Regions from separate parts of the Mus musculus genome. Here region 1 is linked to region 2. The links are chromatin contacts, called in public Hi-C maps. All regions are on one chromosome and are shown on one strand. Each heading gives the region's core, a stretch centred on a gene start, on an enhancer-like site or on the middle of the called end of the contact. The rest is flanking DNA. Distances are from core to core; before and after follow the strand shown. Region 1 has its middle 89 kb from the start of Gm34331. Region 2 overlaps Trpm8 (transient receptor potential cation channel, subfamily M, member 8).

Region 1 (3,886 bases), core at 162-2,661, 850 kb after region 2:
TCAGGGCTACCCACACATGGTTTCTCAGAAAGGGAAGCCACATTTCCAGCCGTCACATTGAACTAAGATTGTTTAAGGAGCTGAGACAAACCTCTGGATTAGCTTTATGTATCCAGAAAATTAAATTAACTAAAGCGTTGGCCCCCAAGGCAGCCGGAGAATCCGTTTCATTTTGTAAATCCAGATCTCCAAAAGCCAAAATGCATGCTCTGTGAATGGGGCCCCATGACTCTCTTCCAATCCCTTAAGCTTTCTAAAATCATTATGTATTATGCTGATAAAATAATTTACCCAGGGCTAGTTCACGGTGGAATGGTATCTCAGTGCACAGTCATTTTCTTAGACTAAAGTACCATTTCTCCTTAACGACAACGCAGCAGCGGAGGCAAATGTATTTGGAGTAATTCATTATCCTCCCTACAGTCCGGGAGATTTGCTCAAGGGGTCTTTGGCTCAAGGTCAGGTGACTGAGACCCGAGAATTGCAGAGGGAACCAAGTCAGCCATGAGGTAAAGCATCAAAGCAGAGCCTTGGAGATAAGGGGACAGGAAAGGGGGCTTCTTGTGTACAAAATTCCTTGGGAAGGATTTCCCGTCTTGTAAGAGCATTTATGCAGCTAGGTCTCAGCGTCACACCATGTTGAATAAATAAACCGGCCTCGGAACATCTGCTTCCTGGATTTGGAACTTATTATTGACTTAATCCCATAGTTTGGCCCAGGGGTGTTTTTTTTTTTTTTTTTTTATTAATTAAAAGCGGAAGTCCATATTTTTTTCACCATGGAATTTCCAAATCATCAAAGTACAAGACAGAAGTTTCTAGAATGGCTTTGATTCTTACCCTCCCCCTCCCCCTCCCCTCCCCCTCCCCCTCCCCCTCCCCTCCCCCAGGGCATTCAGCACTGAAAGAGACCAGAGGTCACTCAGGGGAGGAGGGATCCAGAGCCAACAGGTTGAGACTAGAAGAGAGGTGGGGGCGGCTATGGGCAAGTTCAGTTTTATAGAGGCTTAGAAGGTGAAGGTTTCTGGACGCCTTGGAGACTAGCTACTGCCTTGGCCGCTGGGGAGGAGGCTGATAAGCTGAAATCACATTCCAAGCATGCCATTCCAGAAGGAGGGTAAGAGTGCTCAGCAAAGTCAGCTTCAAAGAGGGGTCTGCATCTTATCTCAGTGAGAAATTGCTGAGACTTGAAGAACCACTAAAGGCCAGTGCCCTTACAGATTTCTCTGTCAAAATTTCTATCCGAAATGACGTCAAGATTGCACTAAGAGAACCGCAGTGACCCGCTGTGGAAAGCAGATTGCAGGGTTGGAAAGATTAAGAACACTTACTTCGCGCTCTTGGAGAGGACCCCAGCGGATTTCCACTGTGAGTCACAAACATTTCTAACCCCAGCTCAGAGGGATCTGGCGCCCTCTTCTGACCTTTGCAGGCACTGCATGCACATAGTCCACTTAATGCACTCAAATATGAATACAGGACTGGAGAGAGGGCTCAGTAGTTAAGAACATTGACTCTTCTTTCAGACAACCTAGGTTTAATTCCATCACCCACATGGCAGCTCAAAACTGCCGGAAAACTCCAGGTCCATGGGACCTGACTCCCTCTACTGGCCTCTTTGGGTACTAAGCAGGAAAGCTGTGCAAACATACAGGTGGGCAAACACACACACACACACACACACATCCTCATAAAATGAATAAACCTTAAAAGAAAATGGATGTCATGTCAGCAGACTCTAGGGTGTTCTAGAACACCCTGTGACAGCAGCCAAATGGTGTGGAGTCCCCTCCTCTAAAGGGACAAGAGAGACAAGACAGAGAGCACCTTTCCAGGTCAGATGTTCTGTGAGATACCGTATCTAGGTGACCTTGAATCCACGGCTCCATAGTGTCAACAGGTGACCACATGGCTGGGCCTCGAGAAAGTTCTGTATGAACTGCAGGTGAGCCTGGGAGAAAGATCTGCCTTCAAGCCGGGGAACCTTGGTTGGCCTTCAAAGCAAGGTTAAATCAAGAAATCTGTTCTGCCCTCAAAGATATTGCCACCTGAATTTTCCTCTCCTAGAAGACTCTAAAACACCAGATCCTCTCTGAGAGGCTACACACTTCTTCCAGGAACTCTCCAGAGCAGAGTTGAGCAGGAGGTGTCTGCGGCAGGGTTTGCCTGCAGCTAGACGTCTCTCTGCCTTTCACAGCTGATAAGGCTGGAAAATCTAATCAAGACATTTTAAGTAGCAAGAAAGGAAGGAAGTCCCAGACACTCCTACTTGGGACCTGACTCTCAGCAGCTAAGATAAGAGAGTCAACCAGTCCCACCGAGGCAGGGTCTATGGGGATCAGGGCTTCTGTTCAAGGCTGGAGCTGGGTGAAGTCGGCAAAGAAATGTACAGCAAGCATTCGCCTGAGGAAGTAGCTTATGAACAGTCTCCCAGTCAGAAAGTGATGGGGCCCCAGGGCACTGGTGGAAGCCAGAAGGGTGGATCACCTGCCAGCCAATCAGACAAGGAAGACTCTGCACTGGTGTCAGTCTGGGTCCCTCGCTGATGTGCTTGAACTGTGGGAATCCAAGTACTCGCCTCTCCCGTCCCCTCTCTGCCTGTGTTAATGACTGCTTGCTTGCCTAGGGTCATTGCTCCTCCATGAACCACCCATCTACTAGACCTTTGACGTTCTTCCCAGCTTTTCCTGCTTTTTAAAGGATACAAATCATGGGATCCCCAACACCCCAAGTAGCACACATTGTACTCATGAAACATGAGCATAGCCACTAGGCACTCACCGGACTCAGAGACCACAAGTGCAGTTCCTCCCTCCGCCATAAGGTGGCAGTGTTTTAAATCCAGCCTCTCATCGGAGGCCTCTGGTCCACCAAGATGCTTAGATCTGGATTTGGGCCCCACAGCTTCTTGGGAATAAGGAACTAGATCGTCTTCTAAGAAATATTTGTTTCTTTCTATGTTTCTTTGCTTCTTTCTTTTCCTTACATCCGTTGCTACTTTGTTTGTTTGTTTGTTTGTTTGAGATAAGCTCTCAAACTGGCCTTGACCCCATTAATGAGGAATCCATGGGCCTCACCTCTCAAAAGTTGAGACTAGGGGCTGGTGAGATGGCTCAGCCAAAAAGAGCACCCGACTGCTCTTCCAAAGGTCCTGAGTTCAAATCCCAGCAACCACATGGTGGCTCGCAACCATCCATAAGGAGATCTGACTCCCTCTTCTGGAGTGTCTAAAGATAGATACAGTGTACTTACATATAACAAATAAAAAAATCTTAAAAAAAAAGTTGAGACTAGAGGTATGTGCCACCACACCCAGCTATCTAAGCGACATTTCAAGATTTCCAGAGGTCCTAAGCTGCCTAGGAATTTGCATTTTTTAACGAATCCTTTAAGTGATTTCTAAATAAAATCAGTCTCCAATGCAGGAATCAAGCAGCACCCACACACACCTCAAGAAGTCGAGTTTTATGAAAGTGAACAGCTTTCAACTCCAAATAGCAGCGAGAGAGTGGGCGGCTGGAGGAGGGGCAGCTGCTGACGATGAGGAAAGGGGGAGGGGTCTCCATGGAGAAGTTGACATTCATAAAACAGTGCTTTAAGCAAATGAAACTTGCCTGAGAAGTAAGTCAATGATCCAAAAGAGAAGACAGAAAAGTTACAGTCCAACTCTACACCCCAACCCCACCCCTGCAAAGCACATCCCACCACCCGTCTCCTCGTACAGCTGGAATCTATTTAGAAGATAATGGGGGAGATATTTTACAGGTCTTGATCCATTTAGAAATAACAGATTCATTAAATTATCACCAGGCTCCATCAACTCTTCCCCTGAACCCCCTGCAGGCAGAATACCTCCCACCAATGTCCTCACCATGGTGCCCAAGAC
Region 2 (3,827 bases), core at 754-3,253:
CAGTGTCTTTGAGTGAGGTTCTCGGGATGCCCTGGGTCAAAAGAGCACTTCCAATATGGAAGTTGCATGTGCATTTAAAAACTATACATTTCCATCAGACCACTTTTCTAGATTTTTCCATTTGATGAACATTTTAGGAGCCCACTGATGGGGTTCCATGCATCTAAAGTTCAGTCAGCCTTGGAAACTCTGTTCAGGAGGAACAATTGAACCATCAAACAGAGCTTTACAAGGGTGCATCTTTGTGTTCAGCTATTTGATTTTACACATGTATGTGTGGATTTGAAGATGTACATAACTCAGTTTCTATCTTCAGCAGCCAGGGTAAGAAAACACTCTCAGACACATCACTGTATCATCAGGACTTGATTTACATTAACGTGATCAATTTTAATGACGGCAGTAGAAATAGTAATGGTTCATGAATTTTTGAGTTATTCATCCCTTTAGCAAACATTGTGTGGTGTTTGGTCTTTGCACTATAATGAAGCCTATTATACAGCACACAACTTTAGTTAATGGAGGGAAAGTAGAAGTATAACTGCATTAATTAATTGATTCATAAATGAATCCCTGTGAGAAGACTATTCTATTTAAATAAGGTCAGATGGTAAATAAACAAACATAGACACTTGTGAACATTATACATTTAATTTTATTACCTCGGATGAAGGTGGTTAGGGGGAAGGACAAGGAGGTTAAGAGTTTGATTGCTGGAGTAGCTATCTGTGTGTCAATGGGCAAGGTCCTCAACTATGCTCTGTTAAGTTAATTGTACAGTACCATACTGGAGCCAACTCATACTGGCTTGCAAAAGCTAGTTGCTAAGTTTTCAGAAATGCATGGGGTTGGTTGTTGAATATAGTCATTATTAAAAATTGAAGCATACAACATTATAATTTGAAGAAATTGTGTGAAAATCAAAAGTAAGACATAATCAAGGCTAATGTCTTGGAGGATGGTGGAGAAAGCTTAGTGGGCTAGGGCATTTACTCTGCAAGCATGAAGCCATGAGTTCAAATCACTGGCAGTCACATAAAATTCTGCATCTGGCTGTGTGTGTGTGTGTGTGTGTGTGTGTGTGTGTGTGTGTAATGCCCGCACCGAGGGATGGAGACTGGTAGATCCTAAGAGCTCACTGGCTACAGAAGCTGGCCAAAGAGACCAGCTTCATGTTTAGTTAGGGGTCCAGCCTCAGGGCAATAAAGAGTCCAGTGAGAGAGAAAGAGATGTGATGTCCTTACTCTGGCCTTTTCATGAGCACTATCAGGGGCACACATCTGCACGCATGCGCGCGCGCACACACACACACACACACCTACACACACACCTGCACATACACATCTGCATATATACACCTGCACACATGCACACATGCACACCTGCACATGCACACCTGCGCCCCACACATACAATGCCTCCCCACCAACTCACCAACTCATGACTTTCTACTTATTTTAGAAATTGTGTTTGTGGGGTGGGTTTACTTCTGCTGCTGCTGCCTGCTGTTAGGACCTTCACTAATAAAGGACCCTGCTGTCTAGTGTGAGCCCACTAGTCTAAGATCCTGTCTAGTAGTGGGAGCCTCTAGAACTATTTCTGGTTCTGCATTCAGAGGTATCACAGTAGTAGCCGAAAACTCACCACGGCAGGAGTATGTGCACCATAGGACTCAGCAGAGACTGTGTCAGGGTGCGTGTTCCTCTAGAATAGAGAGCTATTGCTAAAGATTTGTCCGGCTTGCCTGAAAACACAGAGACTAGCTGTAACACCTTTCACATTGTGTTGTTACACTGATTGAATTAGATGGTGTTTCTAAACGACTTAGAACACTGGCTCTTACTAAGATCTATACTATTATCCACTTAAAAGTAAATTTTAAAATGACCTCATGCAGTGTTTCACAATGCACATAGTGATTTCCTAGCTACTCACATCAACCTACAGCAGAGATGATCTCATTTTGTTGACAAGTGAGTCAGAGCACCAGATGTTACTGGATGGGGGCTCCTGGTGGTGTCTGGGGGAGGTGCTGCTCTGAGCTTGAATCTCTGAAAGAGCATGACCTGGGTTGTCTCATTTGTTTTCACCGAGCAGAACAAAACAAACTGAGGCTCAGAGACAGAAATCTTGTTCTGACTCATTGAACTAAAGACTGGTAGAATCGAGGTTTGAAAACAAATGAGTGTGTGTGTGTGTGTGTGTGTGTGTGTGTGTGTGTGTGTGTGTGTGTGTGTGTGTGTGTGTGTGTCTGTGCATGTGTGCACGTGTGTGCAAAGCTTTTCTTTTCCTGTATACAAGTGGCTTTCAGGGTGGTCCCAGGACCAGTGACAATGTAACCCAGTAACTCGCTAGTGGTATAAACTGCTATGTTCCATTTCAAGCTTGCTGAGTTAGAAAGCAAGGTTGATTGCCAGTAGTCTGACGTAGCAAGTCCCCGTGTTTGAGAGCTGCTGCCTCACACTGTCTAGTGTGGTGCCAATGGGGAAGCACACACACATGGAACGAAATGCAAGATAGTAGGTGTAATGGACATATGCTTTGAGGACAGTGGAGAAAATGGAGCTATCATTCTCACCAGATGAACCTCTTACCTGCTGATCCCAGAGAGATCTACAGAGTCGGGGATCCCTGGAGAGGACAGGAACTCCACAGAAATACCAACAGAGTCACCTAACCTGGACCCTTGGGGCTCTCAGACTCTCAACCACCAGTCAAAGAACATACATGGGCTGGACCTTGGCCTCCCTGATCATATGTAGCAGATGTGCAGCTTGACCTTCATGTCGGTCCTGAACAACTGGAGCTGGGGATATCCCAAAAGCTGTTGCCTGTACTTGGGATATGTTTTACTAGCTGGGCTGTCTTGTTTGGCCTCAATGGGAGAGGAAGCACTTAGCCCTGCAGAGATTTGAAATGCTGGGGGTGGGGGAAGGATACCCAGGGAGGCCCACCCACTCAGATGAGTAGGGTAGGTGATGGGGGAAGGATTATGAGAGGGTGTGCCTGGGAGGGGGCCAGTGAGCAGGGTATAAAGTGAATAAGTAAAAAAAAATTAAATTATAAAAATTAAATTAAAAAATAAAAACAGAGTGGAGGACCCAAAGATCCCTTAACAATTTCTCCTAGGCAAGATGTGAATGTAAGTAAACAGTATTAGGCCAATATAAAAGCATCGAAGCTGCCATTGCAGTGAGGGCCAGACAAGGAATGGAGAGAGTGAAGTAGGCTGCTAGTGGTGAGGAGTCATGGATTCAGTGGGCGCCAGGGGGCCCGGGTTCCTGGGAATACATGCCACAGGCTTCTAAGGGAGGTTTCCCTGTTGTCAGACCTTGCGCCTTCCACTTTTAATGCTCAAAATAAAATCTTGATGATCCCTTGAATCTGTGAGTGTTGGCAATGAAACTAACTTATAATAAATATCATGGAAGCCATATAATACACCGGAGAGTCGATACAGAGCAAACCTACTGGATTGTGGCTAAAAGAGAGCATTGATCTTTCTTTAGACTCTTAGGAAAACTAGACAATGGCTTCTGCCTGTAATCTCAGCCTTTGGGAGGCAGATACAGGAGGAGTGCCATGAATCCAAAGCCAGCATGGGTCATGTGGTGAGTTTCAGGCCAGACTGGGATACCAAGTTAAGACCCTATCTAAAAATAAATAAGAATCAAAGGATTCTTGGGAAAGCTCAGTAGGACCATTTTACCAGACACTCAGGACACACTGACACAGGTAGCCAGCACCTAGTGTTCCAGTGATTTGCTGCTGTGACACCCCAGATCTTTGCTAGACAGTATGTGGCTTGATGGGTTTCATTTTGGCAA

What was found. A called contact is a pair of places that touch in the nucleus more often than the background predicts.
Region 1: a Hi-C map of pancreatic cancer cells shows a contact between it and region 2, with 6 times the contacts expected there. The contact joins two enhancer-like sites. A contact is called at or near these places in 10 of 39 promoter capture datasets (the 3T3-L1 cell line, the HPC-7 cell line, cranial neural crest and 5 more), 1 of 15 datasets of contacts at CTCF or cohesin (stem cell-derived epiblast-like cells), 54 of 484 Hi-C or Micro-C datasets (the AML12 cell line, the C2C12 cell line, CD4 T cells and 34 more), 8 of 115 datasets of contacts at active chromatin or transcription factors (embryonic basal ganglia, embryonic stem cells, extraembryonic endoderm stem cells and 3 more) and 1 of 9 other capture datasets (embryonic stem cells).

Annotation. Positions count from the first base shown.
Region 1 is chr1:89,190,235-89,194,120 of GRCm38.p6, forward strand. No RefSeq gene overlaps it. Among named protein-coding and RNA genes, the nearest start is that of Gm34331, 89 kb to the left of the region's middle. Within about 2 kb of position 1,412, at least 91 of the 459 cell types and tissues checked have an H3K27ac peak or open chromatin away from gene starts, as enhancers often do. A contact at or near this core is called in the AML12 cell line, the C2C12 cell line and pancreatic cancer cells, where this site is marked.
Region 2 is chr1:88,343,803-88,347,629 of GRCm38.p6, forward strand. All of the region lies in intron 12 of Trpm8 (transient receptor potential cation channel, subfamily M, member 8), which reads left to right. Among named protein-coding and RNA genes, the nearest start is that of Gm51639, 14 kb to the left of the region's middle. Within about 2 kb of position 2,004, at least 22 of the 459 cell types and tissues checked have an H3K27ac peak or open chromatin away from gene starts, as enhancers often do. A contact at or near this core is called in the AML12 cell line, the C2C12 cell line and pancreatic cancer cells, where this site is marked.